Linked DNA regions of Zea mays: all the other regions are linked to region 2. A link is a contact called in public Hi-C data. All regions are on one chromosome and are shown on one strand. The core of a region is the stretch at or near the end of the contact, and the rest is flanking DNA. Distances in the headings are between cores, read along the strand shown.

What was found. Hi-C and Micro-C count contacts between places; a contact is called where the count stands out from the background.
Region 1: a Hi-C map of tassel shows a contact between it and region 2, with 4 times the contacts expected there. The contact joins the promoter of LOC100304289 here to the promoter of LOC100277895 in region 2. A contact is called at or near these places in 5 of 25 Hi-C or Micro-C datasets (ear, endosperm, leaf and 1 more).
Region 3: a Hi-C map of tassel shows a contact between it and region 2, with 2.3 times the contacts expected there. The contact joins the promoter of LOC100272779 here to the promoter of LOC100277895 in region 2. A contact is called at or near these places in 4 of 25 Hi-C or Micro-C datasets (ear, endosperm, leaf and 1 more).

Annotation. Positions count from the first base shown.
Region 1 is chr8:68,443,800-68,446,572 of Zm-B73-REFERENCE-NAM-5.0, reverse strand. LOC100304289 (Eukaryotic aspartyl protease family protein) reads left to right here and starts at 1,389. Exons shown (of 2, transcript NM_001165731.2): 1 at 1,389-2,179. The coding sequence starts at 1,611.
Region 2 is chr8:68,607,015-68,609,786 of Zm-B73-REFERENCE-NAM-5.0, reverse strand. It overlaps LOC100277895, which reads left to right and starts at 1,518. Exons shown (of 1, transcript NM_001151344.2): 1 at 1,518-2,772. The coding sequence starts at 1,576.
Region 3 is chr8:68,746,275-68,749,191 of Zm-B73-REFERENCE-NAM-5.0, reverse strand. It overlaps LOC100272779 (50S ribosomal protein L21-like), which reads left to right and starts at 1,355. Exons shown (of 5, transcript NM_001147232.2): 1 at 1,355-1,823; 2 at 1,912-1,992. The coding sequence starts at 1,398. It also overlaps the pseudogene LOC109941512.

The DNA of each region.
Region 1 (2,773 bases), core at 140-2,639, 160 kb after region 2:
CTTATCTGTTTTCGTAGGTTATCTATGGATAAATTAAATACGGGATGGCCTAAATTCAAACACACTGCACGCGTGTGTGCTGTACATAACTAACGTGTGCGTGACAGGAAGATAGATGTCGAGGCGTGTAGTAAGCTTACGGACGGATTTCAACAAACACCTGTACTGTACGTTTTAGCTTGGTCGTTGTGTGCGCGTGCTGTCCATCGATTGGGCTGGGTCGGTGTCTCCTCTCCTCTCCCTTGTGCCGGTCATCTCTATCTCGTGAGGCTACCTCCGCCAAGCGTAACGGCAGCGGCCGCGTGGCGGCGCGCATGCGTCACCGCCCCTTGTCGACGCGGGCAAGGGCAACGAATGTGCAGCCGCGTCATTGGTCGATCGACGTGCCACTTGTCGCCTCCTTGCTTGCGTCACCAAAAGAAAAGACTCCGGGCTCCTGGGAAGCCAACAAGCAGCATGCCTGTGCCCACGGCCCACGCAGCCAACGCTGGATCGGTCGCTCACCGGAGCAAACTGCAAACGATGACAGGGGCCGCCTGTGTGTCACTGACTCACTGTCACCTGCGGCTGCGGACGTGCATGCACACCTGGGCGCGCAACGTGGCACGGCATGGGTGGCACAACGACCAATGTGCGCGCGGAGCCCAGCCATGTAATCTACAGTAGCACAGCAGCTGCTGGTCCGGACAGAGATTTGGCACGTCCAGACAGTATTACGGCCCCACCACGGCACCACGCCAACGACCGATCGAGTGTGCATGTAGTCAGGGCACTAGCAGCTCTGCACCTGCGTCTGTCCTGGTTCAGCGCATAGTGTGAGTAGGAAGGACCGAAGGAGTAGGTGCTGATTGGGGGAACTGATCTGATCGGAATCGCCAATCAGGACGGCGAATCCGGCTTGCTCGCCGTCCTAGCTAGTAGCTGCCAACGGGCATCCGGAGGACCGGACCCGGGCGAAATCATCTTCTGCAGATCGCATTGTTGCCTACCTTTCGATTCCTTCCCCCCCGCCCTGAAACCAGCCAGCCGGTGATCTTGCAGAGCTGGATTTCTGTCGCGATAAGATAGCCGTTACTGCCGTAAGATTTCCATGGATGGACTCGAATGTGAGGCCCACACGAACATAACATGCCTGGCAACTAGAGCGGCCGGGCCCATGGCCCACGGCGGACAGCGAGCAAATCTCCGGCGGGCAGGAACCAGGAAGAAGGAAAGGAGATCATCTATCATCCTGGCTCGCTCGACCCGGCCGCCAATCAGTCGCGCTTGCCAAACGCCAGCGAAGCGCGCACGATCCGACCCAACCCAATCCACGGGCAGAGCGCCAGCCATTTTGTTTATAAAAGACGACGTCTCCCCCGCTTCGCCGTCACGGACGCAGCCAAAAACTCTGCTCCGCTCCGGCCACCTCCCTCTTCTTCGACTGAGTAAACACGAGCAGCCGAGCACGCGACCCGACAACGCTCGCGCGGAGGCCGAAATGCCCGCTGCTGCTCCTCTTCCCAGTACGTAGCAGCGGAACATCGTCGTGGGTCGTCCGCCGTTGCCATCGTGTGACGGCGTGAAGGGATCGGATCGAAGGAGGCCGCAAGCCAAGCAAGGATCAAGAAATGGCGTCGCGCGGCCACCTGCTGCTACTAGCGCTGCTCGTGCTGGCCGCGGCGGCAGCGGCAGCGTCGGGCGGCGGGCGACAGCACCAGCAGCGGCAGCGCGGCGGGAGGAAGCCGAAGCCGGCGCGGCCGCGGCTGGACCTCGTCCCCGCCGCGCCGGGCGCGTCCCTGGGCGAGCGCGCGAGGGACGACGCGCGCCGCCACGCGTACATCCGGTCGCAGCTGGCGTCCCGCCGGCGCCGCGCCGCCGACGTGGGCGCGTCCGCCTTCGCCATGCCGCTCTCGTCGGGGGCCTACACCGGCACGGGCCAGTACTTCGTGCGCTTCCGCGTGGGCACCCCCGCGCAGCCGTTCGTGCTGGTGGCGGACACCGGCAGCGACCTCACCTGGGTCAAGTGCCGCGGCGCTGCTGGACCACCGGCTTCGGACCCGCCGGCGCGCGAGTTCCGCGCCTCCGAGTCCAGGTCGTGGGCGCCCCTCGCGTGCTCCTCCGACACCTGCACCTCCTACGTGCCCTTCTCTCTCGCCAACTGCTCGTCGCCGGCTAGTCCCTGCGCCTACGACTACCGGTCAGTACCTCACCATCTCCCCATTTCCATTCCCCAAGAACAGGCACCACCGCAGCAGCAGTAGTAAGTGTTGCCGTGTTGGTTGGTGAGCGAGCGGGTGGGTCGGGACCTCACCTCGCGCGCGCCATTACTCGCGCAGCTTTTTAACCGTGCTCCTCCTCCTCCTGCCGGTCTCGCCGCGGCATGGCATTCAATTTGCTTCGCTCGGCAGGCTCTGCTCCTGATTGCTGGGGCTGCTAGTGAGTGCGGGCACGAGTTCATGCGCCTTGTGCTCTTGCACTTGACTGACTCTCCTGTGAAATTCACCCTCTACTACTACATTCAGGGTAGACGTAGACTACACACGACTCACGGTGACAGTAGATTCTAGGGATTGGCCAACCACAAGCAGCCGCAGCACGGCAGCAGCACGTTGTACGGGTCGAGGTTGTCCAGGCTCCGGCCGGGACGGACGAGCGGGCAACCACCACACATTTATTCTTCACCGGCCCCGGCCGCGTCTCTCCGATCCGTCGCGCGCGATCTGGACGACGCGACGCCCCGATCGTTGGTGGCGCGCACGTTGGCGTAGGTAGGGCGGCGTCGCGGCCGCCG
Region 2 (2,772 bases), core at 269-2,768:
CTTCAATGATTTAGATCCAACCTTATACACATGCACGAGTATGAAATTTGGTGGAAAATTGTCACTACTAAATGATGCTAAGGTATATAAGATAAATATGTACCTTTGTAACATGTATACCTCTCATTTAAAACATAATAATAACGTGCCATACCACGTTAAAACACAATAATGAAAGTTCAGGGGCCTAGTGACACAACATCTAAGTTCAGGGACCCATGTGACACAACATACCAAGTTCGAGATCCCAAATGGTTCCGAGGTGGCATGCCATGTCGACATCCAATTTTGCGAAACCGGTTTTGGATGGTTTTAAATGGACCGACAAAGTTCGAGAACATGTTTTTCTGGTTTTCTGAGTTAAGGGCCTAAGTGACACAACGTGCCATGTTCAAGGACCGACAATACACTTTACTCTTATGTTTAATAAAGTTTGGTGTGTCCTAGAGTAAGCCAGGTCAAGGTTGGAATGCTCATGTGCTAAATGGTCCGACAAAGATGTCTGGAGGCATTACCCCAGCAAAACTAGATCTCTTTTGATATAGTGGGTCGCTTTTTCTAGCCTAGTTTGTTGTTCCTCTGCGTCGCCATTTATTCAGGACCCACTGCTAGAAACCTCCTTCTTAAGCCATCATTCGGGGTGCTAAAAAGGTGTCATCCCTGATACGATAAATTGTTTACCACTTTCGCTAAGATTATGTTCAGTAATAATTGGAACTATTCAACAAAGTTGACGTCTACCATTCTGACCTCAGGGTCCAATGTCCCAAGGACCGAACAAGCCACATCGAGCCTCTGTGTTACCAAGGGTCTAGTTTAGAGCAAGCAAATCTTAAGGGGACTATTACAAGTTAAGTTTAGGACCCTTCTGTTGCCGAAGTCCCCAGCTATAATCCTAGATTCGCTCTCGGTCATGCTCAGGTTCAACACATCGGTCACTCATACCTTCACCCTCTTCAATATTTTTTTGGTACTTTACATATTCTTATGTTGTGCCACGACAATAGATGGCTATAGAAAAAAATCATCGATGTATCTAAAAATAACACCAACAAAAAATAGATCTTCGCTCTAGAGCTATTGTGAGCATAGGCTTGGAGACGATTTTGAAAGCCTCATAAAAATAGTTGTCCTTGCTAGACTAGCTAGATTTTTGCCTAGTTCGAAAAATAGGTAAAGTTGTGTTAATACTAGAGGCGGATGTAAATTAATACCTAACAACCCTATGCAGTTTCTCTGATCCGTAAAATACAATTCTAGTACAATATTAAATCAAAGTATGTTAAATTTGATCGACTATATAAACAAAAAAAACATTGATATTTATAATATCAAATAAGTATAGTAGATTTGTTAACCAAGAATACAGATGTGGTAACAAAAATCAACCATTCTTCTGTCAGGTGAGAAAAGGAAGAGAAGAAAAATTCCCACCGAAGCCCAGAAAATGGTAAGACAAAAAAATCTCATCGAACATATCGACAGCTTAAACCCGCGAAGTCAAAGCCTTCCGCCGCTCCTCTCCTCCCCCGTCGCCCGTCGGCACGAGATCCTTGCCCGAACAAAAACCAGAAGATGGGCGAGGGGAGGGGGAGACGAGATCTCACTCCCCGCTTCCTCTCCACCTCTCAAATGGCGCCACCGAGTGCTAACCGTAGCCACCAGCAGCTCGTCGTCCTACCGGTCCTGCTCCTACTCCTGATCCGGATCCCCGCATCCGCGGTAGCGGCGGCAGATACCTCCCTGTCCACCTTATCCTACTCCCACCACTGCCCCAACCTCCCGTCCGCGCTCGACCTGCCCGGCGGCGAAGTTTCGGCGCTCGGGCCCGACGCCCGTGTCCCCGTCCCCGAGGTCTCCACCGGGTACTTCGTCGGCGGGGACCGCATCTTCGGCCCCGACCCCTCCTCCCAGCCGCGCTCCTTCTCGTTGCTCCCCTCCTCCGTCGCCCGCACCACCAACGCCTCGCTCCTCCACGTCTCCGCCACTCTCACCGTCTCCGGCGGGCGGCGCCCGTTCCGCGACCGCGGCGGCCGGAACCTCTTCGAGTACGACGGCCGCGCGCGCCACTTCCGCCCGCGCCTCCCGCGCTTCACGGGGCGGCGCGGCTCCATCACCTTCGGCCTGGAGGGCTACTACTCCACCGGGTCCGGGGACCTCTGCATGGTCGGCACCGGGTCCGGGCGCGCCGCCGACGGCTCGCCCGTGCACTTCCTCCCCGTCGTGCTCCGTCTCGGCTTTCCCAGCCCCGCCAACGTGACGCGGCCCTTCGTCACCGGTCGCCTCGAGAACGTTGACACCATCAGCCCCATCGAGCCCATCTCACTCGTCGCCTACACCCAGGAGGGCTACGCGTACGGGGAGAGCGCCTCCTGCCCGCCGCCGCCTGCGGGGAGGCTTGATGCGCTCCAGGTGTTCGAGAATAGGAATTTCTCGTGCGCCCATCTCAGTTCCATGCTCAAATCGCCGTTCAGGTTGGACTACCCGAGTGGCAGCGAGTCGACCGCATCTTCACTCGGGATTCACCAAAGCTACATGTATGTCAACCGGATGCACTGCAACGATGACGGCGCTGTCCGTGCTTATGTGGCGTTCACTAACCAGACAGAGTTATCAAGGTACTACTTCATGCTGGGCGAGAAGGCCGTCGTGGTGGATGGATTCTGGGATCAGAAGAGCAGCCGGCTTTGCCTCAAAGGGTGTCACGTGGTGAAGTCGGGGCCATCCCGTGCAGATTTGGCAGTAGGTGAGTGTGGAATTGGGATGAGCTTC
Region 3 (2,917 bases), core at 106-2,605, 140 kb before region 2:
GAGCTCTACTTGCGATCTGGTAAGCAGGTTCTGCTCCTTGTCCATATCAAAGGTGGAGTTGATGCAGCTGCAGCTCTTTCTTTTCTTGTACTGGTCTGAGCTCAAGGGTAAGGTTACTACTGGCCTGGCGTTGGTTCTGAGCCCATATGGTGGCACCCCGGTCGCCTCTGATATCTTTCGAGAAGGCCTGATCCCTGAAAAGGATACAAGGAGGATCATGGAGCTCATGGTATGCAAACTAATCAAGGTCTATCACGAACTGTTTCTCGGCCAAATATATTGTTCACAAAATTGTTTAATAATTATCTCACCCATTTCAGTTTCAAAAACAGACGAACAATTGCAGGGTGACATCAGGGCCTTGGAGCACGCCTCACACATGTTAAGACAAAGGACTGCATCACCAAGCACAAACTTCCCGTCGGTGAGCTCTTCAAAGGACTTCATCGATGTGTCGGCAGCCATGGTGGTCATGGGCTTACGGCCCTCCACCTGCGGCTGCACTATGGGGAGAGGAGCACCGGGCTGGTGACGAGGCGTGATGCCGAGGTGCCTGGGTTGGTGGTGGTGAGGCCCGAGAGAAGGCTGGACCACGCGTGGATGGTTTACCCCACGCTTAAGATGTGTAGCGATGAGGCCGATGCAAGCGAGATGTGTGCGAGGCTCTGCTGGCCTTGCTCGTTGAGATCGACAGGAAGAAATTTGGCTGGCCGTCTGGTCATGTTGGAGTCCTCGATGGTTTTGGTTATAGATGCAAATGTGTCGAACCAGATAGCACATGCTACAAATGATCGATTTGTTTCCTTTGTTCAAAGCAAATATACTGTGGCAATATGCTACTTGGCTATGTAATGTTCTTCACATTTTAACTTAGTTCTATTTGGAATGGTTTTGGTTTCACCACCTGACTTTATTTAGTAGGAGAGATTCACTTAGGCCATATTTTGCCAAAAGCGCCTTATCTCTTTTTGGCAGGGTTTGGGTTTCTCAAAGAACGGTAAATACTGACAAATTTGTTGTCGTCTGACCAAAATCAGTTTTAACTTTACCGTTTTCCGTTACCTTTCGTTTTGACAGTTTTTTATCACTGCAAAAGAGGGCCTCGGTTATGTCACACTAATATATGTTTAGTTAAATTCAAAAGTATTTGATTTCCCGTGAAATAAGATATACATTTATTTTAGATCAGGGACGTGTGTGGTTTGATATTTGAATTTTTTGCTTGGATTGGACATGGCTCTCATTGGACGCCTTTAATCGGGATTGTCTGATCTGTCACTGTGTTATGTGTAGTCTGATCTATCACTGTGTAGTCTCGTCAAAACCGCTGTCACCGAGTATTTCCATTTCTACACTTTCGTGCCCTCCGTTCCCCTGCCTCCGCCGTCGCCGCAGCCATGGCGTCGCGGCGCTGCCTCCTCCGCCTACTCTCGAGCCGCCTCGTCCCTCAGAGATCTCAACCTTTTGCACCGGGCTCGATCGCGACAAGAACCCTGACCACTTCGTCCGAGGCCCTCGGCCCCCCAGCTCCCGGGGCCCTCCCCTCCCCTCGGCTGTACTACCTCTCGCGCTGCCACTTCGCGACCCGCTCCTCCGGCGACGAGGACGACGAATATGAAGACGAAGAAGAACACTACGACGAGGAGGATAGCGAGGGGGAATGGGGGGACGATGAGGAGGCGGTGGCGGCGAAGAAACCGAGCGGGAAGACGGAAGAGGAGAAGGTAGCGGAGGCGGCGGAGATCGGCTACAAGGTGCTCGCACCGCTCGGGGCTGACGAGAAACCCTTCAAGCCCTACGAGCCCGTCTTCGCCATCGTACAGGTCTGCTCCATTTGGCCTGTCTTTCGATATTTGAGGCTGGGGTTTGGATCTAATGCGTGACTGCGTGTGTGCTTGTTTCTCGCTGCAGATCGGCTCGCATCAATTCAAGGTGAGCAATGGCGACTCAATCTTCACGGAGAGGTTGAAGTTCTGTGATGTGAACGACAAGGTAAAAATTGCGCTTCTAGTGCGACCTGACTGGCTTGTATACATTGAGGCTGTGGCTTGTGTGATTTAGTTGCGCTGTTTGATGTTGCTTTTCAGTATGGAAGCTTTGTGTTCTTCCCTGTTTCATGTATTATCATCGTATATAACGCAATAGAAAAATGTTGCTATACTTGATCGTGTAATGGTATCTAGAATTTCCTGCTTGCAGTGGAACCCCGGTGATATAGCTCTCTTTATGTACTAGGGCTTGGACCATTGTAATTCTGCTCAGTGGTGGAGGACGTGAGAAAAACAAGGTGTAGCTCAAGTAGTGTCGCAAGAAAATAGGAGGGGATCAATGTACATTTTTTATCAATTATAATATAGTACAAAAAATCTGCGAAAAATAAAAAGAGTTAACAATAATATACTTTCTATTTTTACGGTTAACTTCCTCACCGTTGTCCTCTTAACACATGTGTATTTTGTGGAACATGTGCAATCTCTTCTACCATCTCTACTTCAGGTTCATAATAAGCTTATACTCCACTAGCCCGTGTACTTTGTTCACTTCCACTACAACTTTAACTAAAATAAAATATCTCTTCAAATCATGCCAGGAACGGTTTCAGGTGAGCTGTCGTGTGTGTGGGTTTTGGCACTTGGTGTTTAGAGCTATTTTTTTTGGTTTAATATTTGTGCTGGACGAAAGTAAGGTATTGCTTAGGCAATATGGAGCAACATTGGCTCCTCCGCCCCTGATTCTGCTCAAATTTATGTTGAAACTGCTTTGCACTATAGGCAGGGGCGGGCCCACCTCAATTTATGGGTATTCAATTAAATACCCAAGATTTTTGTTAAAAAATATGTATATATAGTGTATAATACATATGTATACATAAAAAAAAGTTAAAACAATATTCGTCTATTTGGGCTACAATAAAAAG